2 separate regions of the Mus musculus genome follow, and region 2 is linked to region 1. Evidence: chromatin contacts called from public promoter capture Hi-C data. All regions are on one chromosome and are shown on one strand. Each heading gives the region's core, a stretch centred on a gene start, on an enhancer-like site or on the middle of the called end of the contact. The rest is flanking DNA. Distances are from core to core; before and after follow the strand shown. Region 1 holds the start of Cnnm3 (cyclin M3). Region 2 holds the start of Coa5 (cytochrome C oxidase assembly factor 5).

The links. Promoter capture Hi-C pulls out the DNA fragments that hold promoters and counts their contacts.
Region 2: a contact with region 1 is called in a promoter capture Hi-C map of liver, with 6 times the contacts expected there. The contact joins the promoter of Coa5 here to the promoter of Cnnm3 in region 1. A contact is called at or near these places in 9 of 39 promoter capture datasets (3T3-L1-derived adipocytes, the C10 cell line, HPC-7-derived erythroid cells and 5 more), 1 of 484 Hi-C or Micro-C datasets (embryonic stem cells) and 1 of 115 datasets of contacts at active chromatin or transcription factors (bone marrow-derived macrophages).

Annotation. Positions count from the first base shown.
Region 1 is chr1:36,509,508-36,514,539 of GRCm38.p6, forward strand. It overlaps Cnnm3 (cyclin M3), which reads left to right and starts at 2,360. Exons shown (of 8, transcript NM_053186.3): 1 at 2,360-3,646. The coding sequence starts at 2,404.
Region 2 is chr1:37,427,368-37,432,399 of GRCm38.p6, forward strand. Coa5 (cytochrome C oxidase assembly factor 5) reads right to left here and starts at 2,736. Exons shown (of 3, transcript NM_198006.4): 1 at 2,502-2,736; 2 at 975-1,058. The coding sequence starts at 2,600. It overlaps Unc50 (unc-50 homolog), which reads left to right and starts at 2,772. Exons shown (of 6, transcript NM_026123.4): 1 at 2,772-3,126; 2 at 3,926-4,209. The coding sequence starts at 3,930.

The sequences.
Region 1 (5,032 bases), core at 1,110-3,609:
TGCCCTGTAGACCAGCCTGGCTTCAAACTCAGAGATTCACCTGCCTCTATCTCCCAAGTGCTGGGATTCGAGATGTGTGCCACCACGCCCAGCCCTGGTTGGTAACGTTGTTTTTGAGCTGGCTGGTCTCCATTTGCTTTCCTTTCTTCCAGTACCCTGGGTAAGCTGTTCGTGCTGGCACGTGTCATCTCAGCACACAAGAGACTGAGGCAGTAGCATCAGGAATTTGAGGCCAGCCTAGGCTACAAAGGAAGGCCCTGCCATCAGGGGAAAAAGATTTGCACTTGGGTAGGCAATGGAAAGAATACCCCAAATGAAAGGCTAACGTAGAAATGTGTATACAGGGATGGGATGAAGTTGGAGCCGTGTATACAGAGATGGGATAAAGTTGGAGCGGTCTGTTGTCCATCACAAGTGTGTTTGGTGCTGAACCCCTGCGACATACCAGCTGCTCTAGCTTTGTGGGGAAGAGATCATTGTCCCAGGCCTTCGCCCCTCCTGTCACTTCTCTCTGGGACCTTTCTTCCCAGACCTTATAAGGCTTGCCCCTCATATCAACCTCTGTTCAAATGTTCCCTCCTTGATTACCTACATCTCCGTTAGCATCATCTCCCCAATGTTTCCTCGTCCTCTCCTTATAACACTTCCAACCGGGTCTTAAAATGTTTCCTGGGATCCCAGCACTGGTTCTGAGCACCACGAGGGTGGAAGCTGTTGTCCCTGCCAGAGTTCCAGCCTTTGGGAAGTTACCTGTCCCGCACACACTCAGTGTAGGAAATGCTTGTCACACGAGCAAATGAAGAGCACATGGAGCTAAGATGCACAAGCTAGCCAGGGAGATCATACCTTGCCCCCATTTATGAGGTGTTTGCTTTGTTACATTTTTTTATTGTTATTTTAAAATTGATGTTTGGCCAGGCAGTAGTGGCACATGTCTTTAATCCCAGCACTTGGGAGGCAGAGGCAGGTGGATTTCTGAGTTCGAGGCCAGCCTGGTCTACAGAGTTCCAGGACAGCCAGGGCTACACAGAGAAACACTGTCTCAAAAAAAAAATTGATGTTTGTATGTGTATGTTTGCGTGTATGCACATATGCCATGTGGGACTGTTTCAGTTATGTCTACAGAATCCATTTTAGAAAAAAAATTCAAGAGGCTGGAGAGATGGACTCAGTGGTTAAGAGCACTTACCACTCTTGCAGAAGGCCTGGTTCCCAGAACCAACATGGTGGCTCACAAATGTCAACTCTAGTTCCAGGGGATGTAGTGCCCTCTTCTAGCCTCCTTCGGCACCTGCATACACAACACACATACATACACTTGGGCCCACACAGACACAAAACAAAACAAAACATATGTATAAGATGTGTACATGTCTTAGTACATTTAGGGAGAAAGTAGAGAGAAAAATGCAAAAAACAGGGATACCCATAGAGAAGCTAATCCCATAAAGACCACATACAATGAACGAAGAATGCTCCATCTGATCATGCAGGTGTCTTCCAAAATAAGGACAAAAAGAACCCTCTCAAACAGCTTTCTCAACCCGAGGAATCAGAATAAACTGTGGTTGTGAAGCTAGCATGTATGGAAATTCCTGACAGCTGCTATCTCCCTGCATGGCTGAATGACCCGAATGTCAGGTGCATGTCAGAAACCAAAGGCACACAGAATCAGTCTCTAAACATCGTTTTATTGTAAGCTTAATTACATGAAACAAGTGTGAAGATTCAAGGAAACAGATTTTTCTGGGTTTGAGTATTTACTATGGACCTTCCTATCAAGGCATCTTCCTCAAAAGCAGGTGTCTGTCTTGATATCCACAGAGCCCAACGCAAAGCTAAGAGACTTTAGCTTTAAAACAAACCAATAGAGCTGGGTGAGGTTAAGAATGTGTGCTGAGGACCAGAGTTCAGTTCCCAGCACAGCTTCCCATTAGCTTGGAACTCCAGCTCCAGGGGGAATTCGACGCCCTCTTGCGTCTGCCCAAAGCACTGCCCTCGCAAGCGCAAACCCACATACAAATACAAATGATAAGAAAATGTTTTAAACAAACGACTCCAGGTTTCCCTGTGCCCAGTCCCTGGTTCTTATTCAGCCCTTAGCCTTGCTGGCCAGAGGGTTAATGACCTTCCTTTGCTCGTCCACACGCGCCGGGAACTCCGAGGCCGTCCCAGACAGCCGCCCCGCGTCCTCCCTTGCCTGCGGAGCCCCACGCCCCTCCGGCTCGCCCCGCCCCGCGCCGCTTGTTTACTCCCCGGCGCAGCCTAGTTCTCCCCAGAGCCCGCCCCCGCCAGCCGCTTATTGGTCAAAGTGACGCGGAGGCCCGCGCCGATTGGCTGCAACAACAGAGGCGCGGGTGAGTGGGGTAGGCTGCGCCCGAGGCCCAGAAGGGGTAGCAGGCCATGGCGGCGGCTGCTGCGGCTGTGGTGGGTTGGTTGGGCTGGGTGCTTGCCGCGTTCTGTCTGGGCAGCACCGCAGGGGAGGCGGCGCCGGCGCCGGGCGCGGGACTGCTGAACTTCTGCACGGAAGAGGACAGCGCACCGGGCGCGGGCTCCCTGCGCGGAAGGGCAGCGCCAGAGGCCACTTTGTGCTTGCGACTCTTCTGCTCCGGCTTGGCCAACAGCTCCTGGACCTGGGTAGCCGCCGAGGGCGCAGGCTGCCCGGAGGGCGGACGGGCCACGGAGCCCGAGGAGGCGGCCGCCCCGACGGGCGAGTGGCGCGCGCTGCTGCGCCTGCGCGCCGAGGCCGGCCACCCGCGCTCCGCGCTGCTGGCGGTGCGCGTGGAGCCGGGTGGTGGGGCCGCGGAGGAGGCGGCGCCGCCCTGGGCGCTGGGGCTGGGGGCGGCCGGGCTGCTGGCCCTGGCGGCGGTGGCGCGCGGCCTGCAGCTGAGCGCGCTGGCGCTGGCGCCGGCCGAGGTGCAGGTGCTGCGCGAGAGCGGCTCGGAGGCGGAGCGCGCGGCGGCGCGGCGCCTGGAACCCGCGCGGCGCTGGGCCGGCTGCGCCCTGGGCGCGCTGCTGCTTCTGGCCAGCCTGGCGCAGGCGGCACTGGCCGTGCTGCTGTACGGGGCGGCGGGCCAGCGCGCCGTGCCCGCCGTGCTGGGTTGCGCGGGGCTGGTGTTCCTGGTGGGTGAGGTGCTGCCGGCCGCCGTGAGCGGACGCTGGGCGCTGGCGCTGGCGCCGCGCGCGTTGGGCCTCAGCCGCCTGGCGGTGCTGCTCACCTTGCCCGTGGCGCTGCCGGTCGGGCAGCTGCTGGAGCTGGCAGCGCGGCCGGGGCGTCTGCGGGAGCGCGTGCTGGAGCTGGCGCGCGGCGGCGGCGACCCCTACAGCGACCTCAGCAAGGGAGTGCTGCGCTCCCGGACCGTGGAGGACGTGCTCACGCCGCTCGAAGACTGCTTTATGCTGGACTCCGGCACTGTCCTAGACTTCAGCGTCCTCGCCAGCATCATGCAGAGCGGCCACACGCGCATCCCAGTGTACGAGGAGGAGCGCTCCAACATCGTGGACATGCTCTACCTCAAAGACTTGGCTATCGTTGAGCCCGAGGACTGCACACCGCTCAGCACCATCACCCGCTTCTACAACCATCCACTCCACTTTGTCTTCAACGATACCAAACTGGACGCTGTCCTGGAGGAGTTCAAGCGAGGTAAGGGGACGCCCCTGTTAGAAAGGCCCCAGAAAGTGATGGCCTTGTACCTGCGAATGACCTTTGGAAATATTTAAAGACCCACCTTTTAGAAGCGGAAGGAAGTGCTATGGGAGTCTGATGCGGGAGGATCGGAAGGTGGTTACCCTGTTTGTTAAATAGAAAATTTTAAAAAAGTTGGGGATGTAGCTCAGTGCTTGCCTAACATACATGAAGCCCTGACCATTACCCAGTACCACATAAACCCAAGCAGTGGCCTACCTACTTAGAAGGATGGAAGCCGGCCTGGACTAAAGATTCTGTCTCAAAAGTAAATGAATGAATAAAAAGATCCATTGGCAGGCAGCAAGCATGCCTACTTGGCTCTAATCCCAGAGGTTTCCTTCTCCTGGGCTGTATTGTGCACTTGGGCTTCCTAGTTGCCCCAGATTCTTGGATAGTAACTAAAATGATGTCAAGAGGGTTAGGTAACTGGAAACTGTTGTCTTTGCCTTTTTAGCATTAAATTAGCTGGACCTGTAATGGTTCCTGGCCCTTTCAGATTGTGGGATTAGAAAGGACTCATAATACTTACTGTGGGTACTGAGAGAACTTCCATTTTAATGTCATCGGAAGCAACTCATGAATAATGACTTAATTTTCCTTCCTGGCTTTTTTCTCCCTCTTAATTTTTTTTTTTTTTGAGATTTTTATTGTTATGTTTATGAGTGCCTGTGTTGTTCCTCATGCATGCAGTGCCTATGGAAGCCAGAAGAAGGCGCTAGGTTCCTTGAGACTGGAATTACAGCCAGCCACCCTGCTGGTCCTGGGAACTGAACCCTGCATCCTCTGGTGCTCTTGCTTCCTCTCTTTCATTTAAATTGTTTTTCAGTGCATGTCAGCTACCTGCTCTTCCCTAACCCCATCTCCATTCTCCCCTTTTTTACCTTAATGTCTCCTTTCATTCTTTTTGAGCAACCCCTATTTTTTTGTTTTGTTTGTTTGTTTTGTTTTGTTTGTTTGTTTGAAACAGTGTTTCTCTGTGTAGCCCTGGCTGTCCAGGACCTCACTCTGTAGACCAGGCTGGCCTCAAACTCAGAAATCTGCCTGCCTCTGCCTCCCGAGTGCTGGGATTAAAGGCGGCGCCACCACGGCCTGGCGATCAGCCCTTTTTTGTTTTTTAAGATGTACTTATTTTCTGTGTGTGAGTGTTTTGCCTGCATGTGTTTATGTACACGGTGTGTGTGTCTGGTGCCTGAGACAGTCAGAAGAGGGCTTCGGATCCCCCAGAACTGGAGTTACAAATGGTTGTGAGGCACCGTATGGGTGCTGGCAACAAAACCCAGGTCTTCTGCAAGAGCAAATACATGTGAACATCTAAAGTTGAAAGTAAAAACTATGAGCCGC
Region 2 (5,032 bases), core at 1,486-3,985, 920 kb after region 1:
GAAAAAAGAAGAGGAGGAGGAACAGCCAGAAAAGAGGAAGAGGAAGAGAAAGAGGAAAAGAAAGAAGTAGTAATAAAAGAAAATGAAACAGAAAGACTGAGCTCTAGGTAAGAGATTTCAGGCAGCTTATTGTCATTTATGCAATGACACAGCAGAACTCTTTAACTCCTCTACTAATTTTTATGCTTTCCCAGTGTTTGGACCACACTTTCAAATTCCTCACAAGCCTAAAAGCTTGCATTTTACATAGCTGACAAAACACAAGGGAAGACAAGAAAACTGCACGGGGAGGCCCTCCGTAAGTGGCAGGACTAGGGTGGAGAGCTGTCACCCAGGAGACACAGCAGCCATATTGGGTTTCGGTCTCCTTCGTGCTGAACCTCTGCACCCTCTGTTTCTTTATGAACACAGGCGATGAGCTCTCAGTGTAGTCCCAAAGCCAGCAGACATAGGCTCAGACTCAAGGGTGCGCCTCTTTCAAGGAAAGCTCACATTTCTGCTTCACATTTTTTTCCCCCTTGAAAAGCCTGTTTCCATCCTAAAGACCTGTATAGATCTTTCAAGTCGTGGAATGGTAGCATATTGCCCAGGCACCAGTGATGTCATTTGGGGACCTCCTGCCACCATCTTTCACGCCAAAACTCAAGCACTGACACTTCTTCCTGGCCGTGTAAGACAGAAGTGCCAACGCTGTCCTCAGCCTGCTAGGCTTGTGTGCAACTGCCAATGACCTGAATTCATGAGGTCAGCTCTTCCTATTTAGGACTTGCTGAGACCTCATCCTCCAGCTTTCAGGAAACCATGAGGGCCAGCTGCTCTACAGGATAACATGGTATGCTTGCTCTATGTTCATCACTGGAGTCCCCACACCATTATCCAAACCATATCACTACAACTGATGTATGACCATTAAATCATTCACATTTAATTCTATGTATAGGTAACATAAGCTTTTGAAATGGTTCATCACTTACCATTGATCTTTTACATTCAAAAAAGGAATACTGCAAAGCTCTACAGTTGCCTTCCTTCAAACACTGCCGTGGGGATTTTCCTTCCTGTGATATACAAACCAATGTGAATGTCTGAAAGACTGTCCCACAAAGCACAGACAACTGTTCTTCTGAAAGTAGTTTTTTTTTTTAAAGTTGACTTAAGAAAATTCTTAATTCCTTTTTATTAACCTTGGTGATTAAAGAAAAGCAAATGTAAAGATTATCAAATAAGTAAGTATTTTGAGTCTGCTTTGAAATTTAATTTTATGAGTGTTTGCCTGCATGTACAAACATGCACTACATACAGACCTGGTGCCTATGGATGTCAAAGAGGCTACCAGGAGGAACTGGAGGATAGATGATTGTGCACCACCTTATGGCTGCTAGGACCAAATCCTGACCCTCTGTAAGAGCAACAAGTGCTCTTAACCACTGAGCCATCTATTTTCCAGCCCCCAGAGCCTAAGATTTTTAGGACATATCGTCAATGTTTGTATAAGCCTTCCTATGGATGAGAACCATGAATTGGATGTGTTAAAATAAAGACCTTTTAGTGTTAGTACTAAACTCTGTATATAAATGTTAATAGGGAGGGGCTGGCAAAGTGGCTAAGTAAAGAAAATGCTTGCTGTGCATGAGAGCTCCCAGTTCAGCACCCACATAAAGAGCTGGGCATGGTGGCAGAAGTCGTTTATCCCAGAATGGGAGTGGAGCCAAGCAGATCTGGTTAGGCTAGCCAATTAGGTCCACTGACATGCTATCTCAAGTAATAAGGTGGAGGGGCTGGAGAGATGAGTCAGCGGGCAAGAGGCCTTGCTCTTCTGAGGTCAAGGTCAGTAATGGGAAAACCATACTGAGTTCCCTCTGGAAGTTTCAACTTTTCTGGTTTTCCAAGAGTCATAAAATCTTAAGAAGTCTATTTTTGAGAAAGTTCTGAACCTTCTCCCCACTCCCCTTTCTCCTCACTATCCCCCACTGGAAGGTACGTTGTGATCATCTGAGTTCATACCCTACGTTTCTCTGAGCCCTTCTCATTCCTCGCCTGTTTCCCAAGGCAGCACATAGTATAAAGGCTTATGTTGAATTCCTCCCAGAATGCAATGCTATAGGTTTAAGATAGGTTAAAGATCGGCAGAGAGAAACTATGGCACACCATGAGATACTTCCATATTCTAGAAGCCAAGGAACCAAAACTCTCCACCACAGATCAAGTAGCCATGCGGCGCAGGCACAGGCCTTGGCAGCTGCCCTTAGAGTGGGAGTCTCTGGTGGCGCGTGCCAGCACTCAGGGATCGCTTCCTGAACAGAGCTGGCTGAAGGTTTACAAAATCCTTAGGTGGGTAGTAAGTTATCTCCCACTTAACACCAGTAAGAACTGGGGATGCGAGCTCAAGAGACCTGTCCAAAGTCAGGAGCGGACGCGCGACCTCTACCCTCGACGTGACCTCCCCTCGCAGGCCATCATGGAGCCAGTCTTGACTGAGCTCTGCCACCCAGATCCGCTACCTGGAGCACACAGGCAGACTGCAGCAGACATGCACCCAGATCCTCCTTCACGCCCGCACACGCGCCGCCCTCCGGCTTGTCCTCATAATACCGGGGCATGGCGGGGACCCACCGCCCTCACCACACTGGATCACGGCCCTCGGTCACCCCGCACGGCCCGGAAGGGCGTGGGACACGCCCACTGGCAAGCTACCGGCGAGGGTGGGAGAAAGTCTCAACAACTTCCGCCAGGAGTGCGACTCTTCAGGGTATGCGCACGCGTGGCGGAAGTGCGTGTCCGTAACGTAAATACAGAGCGCCGCAAGTGCGGGCTACGTAGCGGGAAGGGAAGTGGCCCCAGCGGCGGCTGGGCTCGGCTGCCCTGGGAAGGTGGCGGTAGTCCCGGGCCCAGGACGAGGCCTCGAGGGCCTTCAGGTGCGGCCTGCTCTGTGTGCGCAGGGTGGCGTTCGTGCCGTCGGCCGTTTCCACGGTTAGCTCGCGACCTGGCGTCTCAGCGGCTGGGCGAGGGACCGGCCGGCGCCCGGCAGCTCGAGTCCTAGGCCCGCCGTGGAGCTGCTGGGTAAAACCAAAGACAGCCGCTTACGTGGGAATCGCAGGATTAGAGCCGTTTTTCTATTCTAAGCAGGTCTGAAATTTTGCAAGGAGACACACACCCTGAAACCTTGTCGTTGCTTGTTCTTAAGTCAAATGTCACTGGGCCGTTTGTATTTTTAGTTGACAGAGGCTTGGGGTAATGGAGACCTGCTGGCGGGGCGGGGCGCCGCGCCGCGCCGCGGAGGGCAGGTAGGCTGGGCGGTGACCAGCAGTCATTTAGCTTCGGACTAGTTGGACTGGCCCCTTCGCGCTGTTATTCCTCCTACCCAGCCATCCTAGGAGTAAAACCATCAAGGAGTGTAATTTTTATTGTCACATTCTGAATAACCAGGGACTTGCTGGCCATCGCCGATGGACTTGTACAAATAAACTGTGTGTCTTACTTTTTCAGTAACCTTGCTTTTAGATTAAACTTTTTGTTTGTTTTAAATCTTGGTCATTACAAACACGGAATTTTGAACCAGTGTTCGGTCATTGTCCCGTGTTAATGAGGACGTCATTGCACACCCCCTTGTGCTGCTTTTTCCTTGGCCTCCATTATCAGTAGTGAGCTACTGCAGCTGTCAAAGGCTTGATTGAGGTGAAGGTTGGGAAACCATCGACTGAAGTTAAGTGCTTGTTTCAGGTGATACAGGAGTTTGTGGTACTGCCTTGATGGCATTACCCTTGGCCAGCCCCTAGACAAGCCCCAGAACCAACTCTATAGCTTCTGGCCCCTAATCCTTTCTGAAGGTGGCAAGAGAAAACGTCATAGCGCTGACGAGGAGTTCTAGTAGCCAAATAATTACATTTAAGATTACATCTAAGAGAAATGTTCTCATTCCATCTAGGAAGATGCTACCAAGTACTTCCTTGAGTTCTTCGATGCACGGGAATGGAGTATTAAATTCCAGGGATGCAGCAAGGCACACGGCTGGAGCAAAACGCTACAAGTACCTCAGAAGGCTCTTTCGATTTCGGCAGATGGACTTTGAGTTTGCTGCATGGCAGATGCTCTACCTGTTTACCTCTCCTCAGAGGGTTTATAGAAACTTTCACTACCGGAAGCAAACAAAGGACCAGTGGGCCAGAGATGACCCTGCCTTCTTAGTCCTCTTAAGTATCTGGCTCTGTGGTAAGTGTGTCTCAGTTTACAAGCAGTATAGTAGAAAAACAAATTGGGGTTTTCAGAGGAAACTTTATCTTTTGGGATAATGTATGGCGGGTCAGACTCTTGGGGTGTGTGAAGCTGTGGGATTTGTTTGTCTTTTCTAAAACATGAGAAAACTGGCAAGAAAGAAAGTGGAGTTCTTCCTAGTGCTGGCTGTAACACGCCAGAGTAAACTACTGTACCCAGTGTATGAAAGTAGGGCATGGGGTTCGTCCCAGAGTTGGTTTATTCCTTCTCTTTTGAAACAGCTTCTAGATGTGTAGGCCAGGCTGGCCTGGCACTCAGGAAGCTCTTAACTCAGTCTCTTAGTGCTGGCTTGACAGTCGTGTTCTGCCACACTGGCTGACTTTAAAACAAACAGAACAAAACTAATAAGAACCAAACCCAAGTGTGTGCCAAGAAATATTAGGATAGGAATTACATTTCTTAATTAGGCAAATCTGCAAGGCCGGCAGATTGCTATCTTTTTATTTTTGTTTTTTGTCAAGCGGAGGGGCAGGGGTTGGTAGGACCAGGAATAGAAACCAGTGACTTAAATCTACCAGGCAAGTGAGCTGCACCCCCAGCCTTCCAGGGTAAGAGTTCTGAAAGTACTGATCAAACTGGAAAAGAACCTTTAGATTCTCCAGTACCCCAACTGGAGAACATCAACAGTCCCCGTCAACTAGAGGGTACTGGAGTATGTAGGTGCTTTTCACATTTAACTGGACTTAAGAGTAAGTTGAGTGCCGTCCCGTCCACACTGGTGTTCTGAGTGCCCTGTGTCCTGTCATTTACTGCATTCAGA